Regions from separate parts of the Mus musculus genome. Here region 1 is linked to region 2. The links are chromatin contacts, called in public Hi-C maps. All regions are on one chromosome and are shown on one strand. Each heading gives the region's core, a stretch centred on a gene start, on an enhancer-like site or on the middle of the called end of the contact. The rest is flanking DNA. Distances are from core to core; before and after follow the strand shown. Region 1 overlaps Smyd3 (SET and MYND domain containing 3). Region 2 overlaps Smyd3 (SET and MYND domain containing 3).

Region 1 (5,718 bases), core at 521-3,020, 400 kb before region 2:
CAAATTTAGCAAAAGTTAGCATTCCCCATGTGGGCTTTGTCATGTTTAGTTGCTCTCTATTTATACACACATACATTTATTTTTTGAACCATTTTAAGGCTAGTCTGCATATGTAATTTTTTTTTTTTTTTACTTAAATAGTTCATGTATGCTTGTTTCCCTCTCCTCTTTCTCCTTCCTTTTTTTTTTTTTTTTTAAATAAGGATATTACATTGTCCGGGTTGGCCTTGAATTGCCTGTGTAGGAGAGGTTGCCCTTGAACTTCCTATGTAGAAGTTACCATTGAACTTGCTATGTAGGAGAGGCTGGCCTTGAACTTGAGGGTGACCTTGAACTGTTTCTGTTTTTACCTCCTAAGTACTGGAATTAACAGTCTTGAACAACAGTGCTCAGCTCGTTCTCTTTGTCTTTCTGTCTCTTTCCTTGTGGATACATTGAGGGGTGTGTGTGTGTGTGTGTGTGTGTGTGTGTGTGTGTGTGTGTGTGTGAGAGAGAGAGAGCACGTGCACACTGCGCACACACATACATACATATATCTACACATGTATGTATGCAGAAGTCAACCTTGAATGTTTCCCCTTGATCACTGTCTTCCTTGTTTTACATGAGGTAGGATCTCTCACTGGGACCTGTTGGCCACCAGTCAGGTGGGGCCAGTGAGCGCCAGCGAGCCTCCTGAGTCCATGTCCTCAGCACTACAAATGTGTGGCACCGCCTCTGACTTTTCACGTTTGCATGGTCCACACTTTACCCACTGAGCATTTTTCCAGCCCCTCGGCTTGTATTTTCTCAGAACAAGGATGTTTTGTTTTTCCTCCGTGTCCTGCTAATATTTCTCTCTTCCTCGCTGGCATCTTGCCTTGCCTGGTACTTGCCTTTTAGTTAGGCTGGCCTTACAGCAATCCTCCTGCCCCAGCTTCCTGAGTGCTGGAAGTATGTAAGTTTGTACCATCCGATTTTGGGTGGATTATTTTTGTGGAGTAGCAGCAACGGATTCAATCCCAGGGCCTCATGCACACTAGGCAGGCATTGTCCTACTGAGCAAACCCCCAGCCTCACACAGTAGGCTTTATCTAGTCTCTGTTTCTTTTCTTCCCATCTAAATCTATTCTGACGGCACACATTGCATAAACTTGTCGTATCCCTACTTTGTTATTGTGGAATTGTTCTTTAATTGTGACCATTTTTTTTTCCAGGCTACATTTTGTAATTAAAATAACTTATTTGCACAATATATAGTGACCAACCAAATGAGGTAGTCAACATTTTCCTCCTAAACACCTCATTTGTTTGTGTTTGTGGCTTTGAACTCATTCCAGTTCTTCACTGAATACATTACACTGCTCTGAAACAGGCTTCCTGCTGTGCTGTAGAGCAGTACCTTTCTCCTGTATCTGACTGCATTTTGGTGTCTGGTACTTGTCCTGTCTTTGTTCCTCTGCCCATACCCTTGCTCGAGACCAGTGACCTCTGCTCTTTACTTCTGTGAGGTCATTATATAAGTTTTTCGTGTGAGTAAGAAGATGCTATCTTGTTTCTGTGCCTGGCTCATTTCTTCCAGTTCCAACCACGTTGCCCCAAATGACAGGATTCTATTATTTTTCTGGGGCTGAGGACTGCTTCATTGTCTGTATGTCCTGTGTATTCTTTGTTAGGTTTTTGGCTCCATGCCTTGTAATTGTGTGGGAACCCTGCAGCTCCTCAGATAGGGTTCAGGGTCTGGGAGTGGTAGGCTTTTACAGCAGCACATATTTCAGTGGGAATGTCTGGGGCCTCCTGCTTTCCTTCTTTGCAGAGGGAAGTACTTCCTGGTTCAAGGTTGCTCTCCAGAGCTGGGGCTGTAAGTGCTGTGTGCTTAGTTACATTCTTTCTACAGCTACTGTGTTTCTTTCTCTGTGTGTTTCAGTACCTTTCCTAACCCACTCTGTCAGCTCCTACTCAAAAACTCAGTAAAGTAGCTGTTGGTTTTCTTTGGTCTTTTGTTGTATAAGACGTTCATCAGGTACTTCTAGGAAGCCATTTTGCTGAAATCCCTTCTGTCTGAAGTTTTCACAGTGGATTGCAGATTCTCTTTGTGGGGTGGGGCGGGATGGTGTGGATTCAGTGCTAGGGACTGAACTCAGGGCCTCATGCATGCTCCCTACCACTGAACCACTCCCCCAGGCCTTACAACACATCTGCATTTTGAGACATTCTCCATTAATTATTTTTTCCTACCCAGGGCCTCAGATGATTTTTTAAGAATGTCATAGCGTCCACCATCACATGGAGACCGAGGGCGTTTCAGTTACAGAATAACACGTTTGGATTAGCTTCCTTTGAAAATGGGCGTGGGGGAGGGGAAGGTGGGGGAGCTCGAGAGATGCTCTTCCAGAGATCCTGATGATATCAATTCCCAGCAACCACATGGTGGTTCACAGCTGTCTGTAATGGGATCTGATGCCCTCTTCTGGTGTGTCTGACAGCTACAGTGTACTCATATATATACAATAAACAAATCTTAAAAAAAAGAAAAGAAAAGAAAAGAAAATGAGATCGGATTCTTAGCCCGTGACACTTGGGAAACGTAAGATGATCTCAAGAGCCTGCATGTGTTCTCGAATTCTTCAGAATCTTTTCTTCTCATACATCTTCTCATACAGTTTGGAGCATGGATGCCTCCGCCCTCGTGCCTGTATTCTTTCCAGATACATACAGAACTCCAGGTCACCATGGCGTTTAGTCAATAGCCTGATAATGACTGGGGTTTAACCTGGTTAATATTCACTAAGGTATGGTAGAAACTTATTAAAGTTATACTTATTAATTAGAAATTTACAGTAATTGTGATGTGCTGGCTTGAAGTTTTCTTTGTACTGTTGAAGGCGAATAGAAAGGGATTTGCTTAGCTAATTAAGACTATAAACAAGAAGGGAGGTTTAATCCAATAACTATTTTCAAACACTTGTAAAATCAGCACAAACTAGGGATATGCCAATTAATATTTTTAAAATTAATTAAAGCAGTAATGTACTCTCTAAGGTTTTCTTTCTTGGTATTTGTTGAAGTTGATAGGAAATTGGACCTAAGGATATTTTTCAAGTTATCTTGTCTAAATTATATTAATATATCTGTATATATGCTATATTACTATCTTGTAAAAGCATAAGAAATCAAAACTAAAATTGTAAGGAAGCACAATCTTGGTTGTGATATAGGAACCAAATATGATAATTTGCATTATTTTATATTTTAAATATTAAAAAAGGTATTTCTTGATACCCAACCAGTCAGTTTTACAACTTGATTAAGACTCACTCTGGAAAAGAATACTGGATTCTGTGATAACCTTTAACCCCACATTAGTTGACTAATTTTTTGTTTTCTTTCTCTCTTTCTCTCTCTTTGTGCATACTTACGTGCATGTATGTGGATATCAGAGGACAACTTCTGTGAGGTAGTTCCTCTGACTGTGTGGGTTTCTGGGGCTGAACTCTAGCTGTGTCTCAGTTTAGGTTTCCATTGTTTTGATGAAACACCATGACAGAACGCAAGCTGGGGACGAAAGGGTTAATTTTTCATTTCAGTCACATGCTCCATCACTGTCCATCACTAAGGTAACTCAGGCAGGAGCTGGGGCAGAGGCTCAGGACCGCTGCTGACATGCTGACCGGCTTGTTCCTTATGGCTTGCTTGACTTTCTTATACCATCCAGGAGTGCCCACCCAGCAGTGATGCCAACCCCTGTGGGACCGACAATCCCCAATCAATCATCAGCTAAGAAAATGCACCAAGGGCTGCCCACAGACCAGTGCAGTCGTCTCCTCTCCTCTCTTCCCCTCCCCTCCCCTCCCCCAACTCTCTCTTTACACTGTAGCTGTCTTCAGACACCAGAAGAGGGCATCGGATACCATTACAGATGGTTGTGAGCCACCATGTGGTTACTGGGAATTGAACTCAGGACCTCTGGAAGAGCAGTCAGTGCTCCTAACCACTGAGCCATCTCTCCAGCTCCGGTGGGTCATTTTCTCAGTTGAGGTTCCCTCTTCCAAAATGACTCTAGCCGGTGTCAAGCTGATGTAGAAATGAGCCATCACAGTGTACCAGGCTTGGTGCAAGTGTTAGGCCATCTTCCCGGCCTCTTGATAATCTCCTCATTGTCATTTTGTTTGCCTGGTATCTACTGAGCGTTTCTTTACCCAAACCAGAAAAATGAGTAGCTGAGCAGAAAGTATGGTTCCCATTCTTGGTAGAGAGGTGACAAAATCATGCATGTTTTTAACTGTCATAACTCAAGGTTAGGCAAAGTACCGTGGGGCTGTTTATGCCAGTGTCATCCGTATAGTAGGAGGGCCTGCAAGGCAGGTTTTGGAAAGAGTAAGTGTCCATCTGGGATGTGACATTTGGCTAGTTTCTACAGGGTGTATCATGTCTGCATAGTGCAGAACAGTGGGTTGGACATCTCCAATGCTAAACCACTTTGAGTTTAAGAAAAGTGCTGTGACCTTGGATGAGAATAGAGTGTGCTCCTCACTCTGTGAGCAAGAGCCAGGCTGGGAAAGGCCAAACAAGCCCTGCAGAGAATTCAGACTGTGTCATCTAAGCAAGGGAGGAGGGGGGTGTTTTTTTTTTTTTTTTTCTTCTTCCATTTGTTTGCTTTCTTAAAAAGATAACGGTGGCCAGTGGTAGCCAGAGGTGTCAAGAGGTGGGCAGTATGGGTATGAATTGTGTTGTTTAAAAAGCTCATGCAAGGGGCTGAAGAAGTAGCTTAGGGGTAAAGTGTTACCTGGCCTGCATGAGGCTCTGGGTATGATCCCAGCACTGCACAACACTGGGCATATGGCGCCAACCTGTAGTCCCGTGACTTGGAGGTGAGGGCATCTGAGGCTACATAGCCAGTTCAAAGCCAGCCTAGGCTGCATGATGCCCTGTCTCAAAAACAAACAAATAGACAGACAGACAGGCACTATGTAGGAAATGATGAAGTAGGGCTTAGCGGTTAGGAACACTGACTGCTCTTCCAAAAGTCCTGAGTTCAATTCCCAGCGACCACATGGTGGCTCACAACCATCTGTAGTGGGGTCTGATGCCCTCTTCTGGTGTGTCTGATATCTGTGTGATCCAGCATAGGGCCAGGCTGACATGAGCTTGGTGTATTCTGAGCCCTGAGATGGGCAAGGTCAGTGCTGGGCACCCTTTCTCCATGCCTGAGGAAGCCCTGATACCAGTCTGCCTGGTTAGTCTCTGAGCCTGCCTCCCAGGTTCTAGTGTTATAAATAAGATCCTGCTACAAAACTCTGCCCCCTCTGTCTCTGTCTCTGTCTCTGTCTCTGTCTCTGTCTTTCTCTCTGTTTCTATCTCTCTCTCTCTCTGCCTCTGTCTTTCTGTCTGTCTCTCTGTCTGACTGTCTCTGTCCCTTTCTGTCTCTGTCTCTCTGGCTTTTGGCTAACACATAGCTTCTAGCATAGCCCAGATGTGGGTTCTTTGAATACAAAAGCCAACAAAAAACAAGTCCTATGGGGAGGATATCATTCATAGCAAATGGTGACGGATTTTTGTTTTGTTTTTCAAGATAGGGTTTCTCTGTGTAGCCCTGGCTGTCCTGGAATTCACTCTGTAGACCAAGCTGACCTCGAACTCAGAAATCTGCCTGCCTCTGCCTCCCAAGTACTGGGATTAAAGGCGTGCGCCACCCCTGCCTGGTGGTGACAGATATTTTAATGGAAGCATTTAATATTT
Region 2 (5,207 bases), core at 1,262-3,761:
TGCCAGGGTTGGGGGGGGGGGTCAGTTAAGGGGACATATAGAGAAGTGGCCTTTCGATCTGAAAGAATCTATAGAAATAAAGTTAGGTGAGGCAGGCACCAGTGTTCCAAGCAAGGAGACAGAAGCCACTGGCAGAGTGCTGAGTTCAGTGAGCAAGAAATGGTTCACATCGGTATTGAGGAATCCACTCCAGCCAGGAATGGAGAATGCATGGGGGCTGGACCAGTCTGGGGCTTTTCACAGAATGCTGTTCACCCGAGGATTTCTAGGTGTCTGCTATGTGGGAGGAACGAGGGCCAGGCAGTGGGTCTCCTTGAGTTTTGAGGAAAGGAGGTATGGTAAGATCTTATGCCTATAGACAAGATTAAGAGGAGGGTCAGTCTGTCCCTCCGGGCAAGAGTTGACAATGACAGTCTGAAGTCAGGAGGAGGCCAAGTGGTGGCTCAGAATACAGAATGTGAAGAATACAATATTTAGAAACCAAAATTAGTAGAATTTGTGTGACAAAGAAAAGGGACAAAAGTGACTTTAAGATGAAGTGATTTTTTTTTTAAACTTTGAGCTAGTATTGGAAAAATGTGTAACTGTGACAATATACTACAAAAATGAAAACAAGATTTGGTTTTATTCTGCACTCCGTTGTTGATGGGAAAGATGGTTTCAGGGAAAACAGTTTTCTCCGCTATGTGATTTGAACAGAGGCACCATAACCAAGTCCCTGAAACCTCTGCAATATTGCTCTAAAGCTGGAAATGATTTATGCATTTTTTTCATAAGAGTTACACTTAAATGGCAGAGCAATGGTCAGAGCATTAATATTTTAATGCGATTTTGTTCTGTGCCATTAAAGCACCAGTTGATCAATGGCCGTGGTTTGTGTGTGTGCCCGCCCCGCATGTAGTGAGCAGTGACTCCATTTAAACTTTCAAATCTATGAGCCTTTAATAAAGGTTTTTATCTTTGCTTGATAAAATGATTGAGCTGCCATTTCAAGCTAGCTGCGTGCTTCCGGAATGTTCTTGCTGCTGAGCCCCTCAGCTTTGGTACAGTATAGTTTGCAAACTTCAGTGGCATGAAAGAGGCACAGAAAAGATAAGGAGTCCCTATCCCAGAGGGAGGGGGCGTAGACAGCTGTATAGTCAAGACTCTATGAGGCACAGGAAAAGACATCTGAGACGAGGAAGTAGACCTACAATCAGTCTAGGAGAAAAGACTTGTGGGGCTCCATCCATAGGCAGGAAGAAGCTGCCTGAAGTCTTCACATAGAGGAATGACTCAACCAGCTATGGGTGTTAGGGAGCGTGTTCTCCCTCCTCCTCCCCCTCCCCCTTCCCCTCTCCCTCATTTTCCCCCTCCCCCTCTCTCATCAGTTTAGAAGGTAAAAAGGTAGAAAAAGCCCCTAGGAGGCAAGTTAGAAAGCCATTGCTTGGGTAAAGGCTTCAGGCATTACAGGCTACCCAGAAAGACTGTGAGACCCTATTTATTGGGGTGAGACAAAATAACTAGTCTCCTGCCCGGCAGTCACACATGAGTTGTAGTCCTTATAATGCAGTTTTAGAGCCAGACACTGTTGAGTTGGTGGCTTCACAGTAGCTTGGAATTACCCAAGAGCTTCTGCTTGACCTGACAGCGATGACTAGTGACTTCTGGTCTTTAGGCTGGGCTGAGAAACGGGGTCTTAGAATGAATTCTACAGGGAGCATAGTCACCAGCTGCCCCCTCACCTGTGTGGGGATCTGTCCAGGACCAGAGAGTCTGAGGATACAGGATGAGTGTACAGCCCCAAACTTACTGATAAAGATGTTCTCGAATATACGCTTTGAGACTAGTTGCTTGGTCTGTGGAACCTGGTGTTCTCCAAAAGGCATGGGAACTGGCCTTGTACTGTAGCCCTTTCTCCTCTGCCCTGCCTTCAAATGCAAGAGAGAGATGGAGGAAATGAAAAGATGACCATTGTCTTAGCCAAAAGAGCCAGCCACCACCACTGCTCTGTGTAGCTTGTGCTGTATATATTCCACGGTGGGGCTGTAGAGGCTCCTTCTGTTCGTAGGCTCCACTGCCACCCCAAGAAGGGTACCTGCTGCAGTCCAGGTGAAAGAGTCAGGCTTGAATCGGGTCAAATGCAGATCCCAGCTCCTTTTAGGTTTTTTTCTGTTGCAGTTACTTCAGGAGTGCAGCACTCACCAGAGGTGTTCCTGCAAGACCAGATCTATACTCTTGGGGCAGACATTAGTTCTTCTGTGGAAGAAGGCACCCACAGCTTTCTAACATGAGCCTCTGTGATGAGCCAGGGAGTCAGCTCAGGTTCTGTCTTCTGTCACCCTGGTGACAGTGAGTCTGACCCATGTGGCTGGCCAGACTTCCTCCTCCTCAAGGAGGCCACCTTAAAGTCATTTTCTGTCAGAGGCCTTCTCTGCCCTACCTTGACTTCAAACAAGTATAATCATGTTTAGTAGACACGGGGTGCTTTGTTTTCAGTTAAGAAAAACCACATGGAGTGTTTGCTCTGGGGCATTTTGTCAAGTCTTTCAACAGATAACCCTGCCCCCTCCTCCCTGCAATATCCCCAACTCCCCCACACCCATAATTATGTTCTGCATTTGAAAACAGATAAATAAGTCATGTATACTGTATAGTACAAGCTGGTATCCATTACCAGAGTAAAGCAAAGGAAGACAAGGGGGAGGGGAGGAGCGCTGGGTGTGGCAGGAGCCAGTTGTTATTTTAAATAGGCTGCAGGTTAGGCCTCCTAGAGAAAATGGGATTTGATTGAAATGGAAGAGGACCAGAGAGGCCACCTTGGTGGATCTGGGAGAACTCAGGCCTGAAGGGAAAATATGAAGGGACAACAAAGAGGCCAGACTAGCCAGAGCAGCAAGAGCCATGGAAAAGGGGGAAGGGAACGTACAGGGAGGGCCATGCGTTCAAAGGAGTGGGTGCAGCTTATATGAAGCTCTTGCTTCTCTGTCCCCAGTGATGAAAGACCCATATTTTACTTGGGTCATCAGACTTAATATTTTTGACAAATTTGAAAAATGAATATTTAAAAACAGTAACCATAACAAAACGTTTTATCATTAGAAACACACACACACACACACACACACACACACACACACACACACACACACACATTCTTACCAAATAGTAAACAAGTTTCTAAATGAGGACTTTGTATTTCCTTCCTCCAATTCAGCATTGAGCCTATGCAGTCCAGAGGCCACACTCGGGTTGCTCTGTAAGACCTTGGCTTTCCTCAGACAAAAGGGGGCGCTATTGCAGTATTTCAAACTGAAGAAAGCCTGTCTGACTTCAATTGTGGTGAAGGCTAGATTGTAGAATGCAGAGATTCCTTCTAGGAGAGAAGGGCCAAGGGTGGGGTGGGGAGACCATCCTGAGATGGTGGTTGGCCAGGTTGGGATGTAACAGTGGGAAAGATTAAAAGTGGTCACTTCTGGATGAATTGTTAATGTGGATACAACAGAACTTCCTGATGGTTTTGGATGTTAGAGTCCAGGGAGACACAAAGGGTTCAGTCTAGACAACATGAATAGAGCTACTGCCTCCTCTCCTAACTAGGGAGGCTCTGCAGGTGAGTAGGAAGGGGAGAAGAGTTCTGATAACTGTGAACTTGATTCTTGTGTGTTGGGGAAACATGTTTATGCCCATGGTGTTACCTGAAGACCAGGGACCCAGAACAGAGTGAAACTGGCCTCTCTGGTCATCAAGGGTCATAGAATTTATGGTCAAACCTTAGTGACAGTAAATATGAAATAACTCCTGAGGTTTTTCTGTTTGATGGAAGAAAAACAAAAGACAAAGATAAAGTACAAAATTGTGTCCAGGTTATAAACGTGATTCTTTAAATTAAGCATGTAATGTCTGTATGTTGACAGTGAGCCAGACTAGAATAAGACACATTACAGTCGCCAGGGGAGGAGGCTGTAGGTGGCTCCTTTCTCTTCCTCCCATTGATGTCTTACTCTAAGCATTAGCAGTGATGATAGCAGTAGAAGCAAATGAGTGTACCAGTCATGCAAGCCTTTCCTTCGGTTCCCACAGCTCACCATCTGCTACCTGGACATGCTGATGACCAGCGAGGAACGCCGGAAGCAGCTGAGGGACCAGTACTGCTTTGAGTGTGACTGCATCCGATGCCAAACCCAGGACAAGGTAGGTGGAATGAGAGCAGATTGAAGCTTTCCATGGTGGTGTCTGAAGGGTCTGGGGAGCTCGGCTGTGTTCACACTGCTCCAAAGTGCACAGCTAAGTAGAACAGGGCACTTGCTGCACTCTTCATTTCCTGACAAGGCGAGATTTACAATCTGTGGGGCTTCAGGTATCATGGAATATAGACATTAAACACATGACATTAAACATGTAATTAAAAGGATATGAAAGGCCAGAGGGCTGTTGAGAGCATACAGTAAGAAGCCTGAATTATGTTACGATTGATAACAGTTACTGCTGAGCAATAAACATACCAAGTCGTATTTTGTCTTCTTAGTTCTTTTAAATTGGTTCCAAAAGGCTCTCTTCTGCGGCGCCTTATCAGATGGAGCTCACTTACCTCAGGACTCTCACTCTCCAAGGAAGGAAGAAGAGCCAAAACTAATGCCATAAACATAATAAACTGCTCTTCAGTTACTCATGCACTGTCCTCATTTTGAACTTATCTGCTTTGGTTTGCACGCAATCAGGTTATGCGCCATCATCTTCCTTCTGCGGGGTGTTTGTTTACGTTGTTAGATGTCTTTTATGGTCATGATCTCATTTTATGTCAATACTTATAAATAAATTGTGAAGCCAAACTCAAGGCAGCCTCAGAGATATGCCTCTGGGATGATACGAAGAAAGAAGGGACAGAAGCAGCTCTCCCATTCAGGTCAACTGGCTCAGCCAGGTTGTTCTTGTACCATGCTGGGGCCACCTGTGGTTGTCTCATCACTGTGGAGAGGTGACTGCTCTTCTTGAGAAAGGACCGTGAGCCCCTTTGAATACTGGAAACCACAGATATAAGTGGTTTTGCATGAAAAGGAATTTTAAGAACTGGGAGTGGTGGCACATGCCTTTAATTCATGGTCTTTTATCCCAGAAGCCATGGGTGGGATGTGCCTTTAATCCCAGAATTCATGGTGGTACATACCTTTAATCCAAGCACTTTAGGAGGCAGAGGCAGGTGGATCTCTGAGTTCAAGGGCCGCCTC

The links. Hi-C and Micro-C count contacts between places; a contact is called where the count stands out from the background.
Region 1: a contact with region 2 is called in a Hi-C map of the N1E-115 cell line, with 4 times the contacts expected there. The contact joins two enhancer-like sites. A contact is called at or near these places in 1 of 15 datasets of contacts at CTCF or cohesin (the NIH/3T3 cell line) and 3 of 484 Hi-C or Micro-C datasets (the N1E-115 cell line, cerebral cortex and pre-hematopoietic stem cells).

The regions. Positions count from the first base shown.
Region 1 is chr1:179,482,018-179,487,735 of GRCm38.p6, reverse strand. The region is part of intron 1 of Smyd3 (SET and MYND domain containing 3); the gene reads left to right. Among named protein-coding and RNA genes, the nearest start is that of Smyd3, 33 kb to the left of the region's middle. Within about 2 kb of position 1,770, at least 24 of the 459 cell types and tissues checked have an H3K27ac peak or open chromatin away from gene starts, as enhancers often do. A contact at or near this core is called in the N1E-115 cell line, where this site is marked.
Region 2 is chr1:179,085,290-179,090,496 of GRCm38.p6, reverse strand. Smyd3 (SET and MYND domain containing 3) reads left to right here. Exons shown (of 12, transcript NM_027188.4): 8 at 4,063-4,173. Among named protein-coding and RNA genes, the nearest start is that of Gm31349, 240 kb to the left of the region's middle. Within about 2 kb of position 2,511, at least 20 of the 459 cell types and tissues checked have an H3K27ac peak or open chromatin away from gene starts, as enhancers often do. A contact at or near this core is called in the N1E-115 cell line, where this site is marked.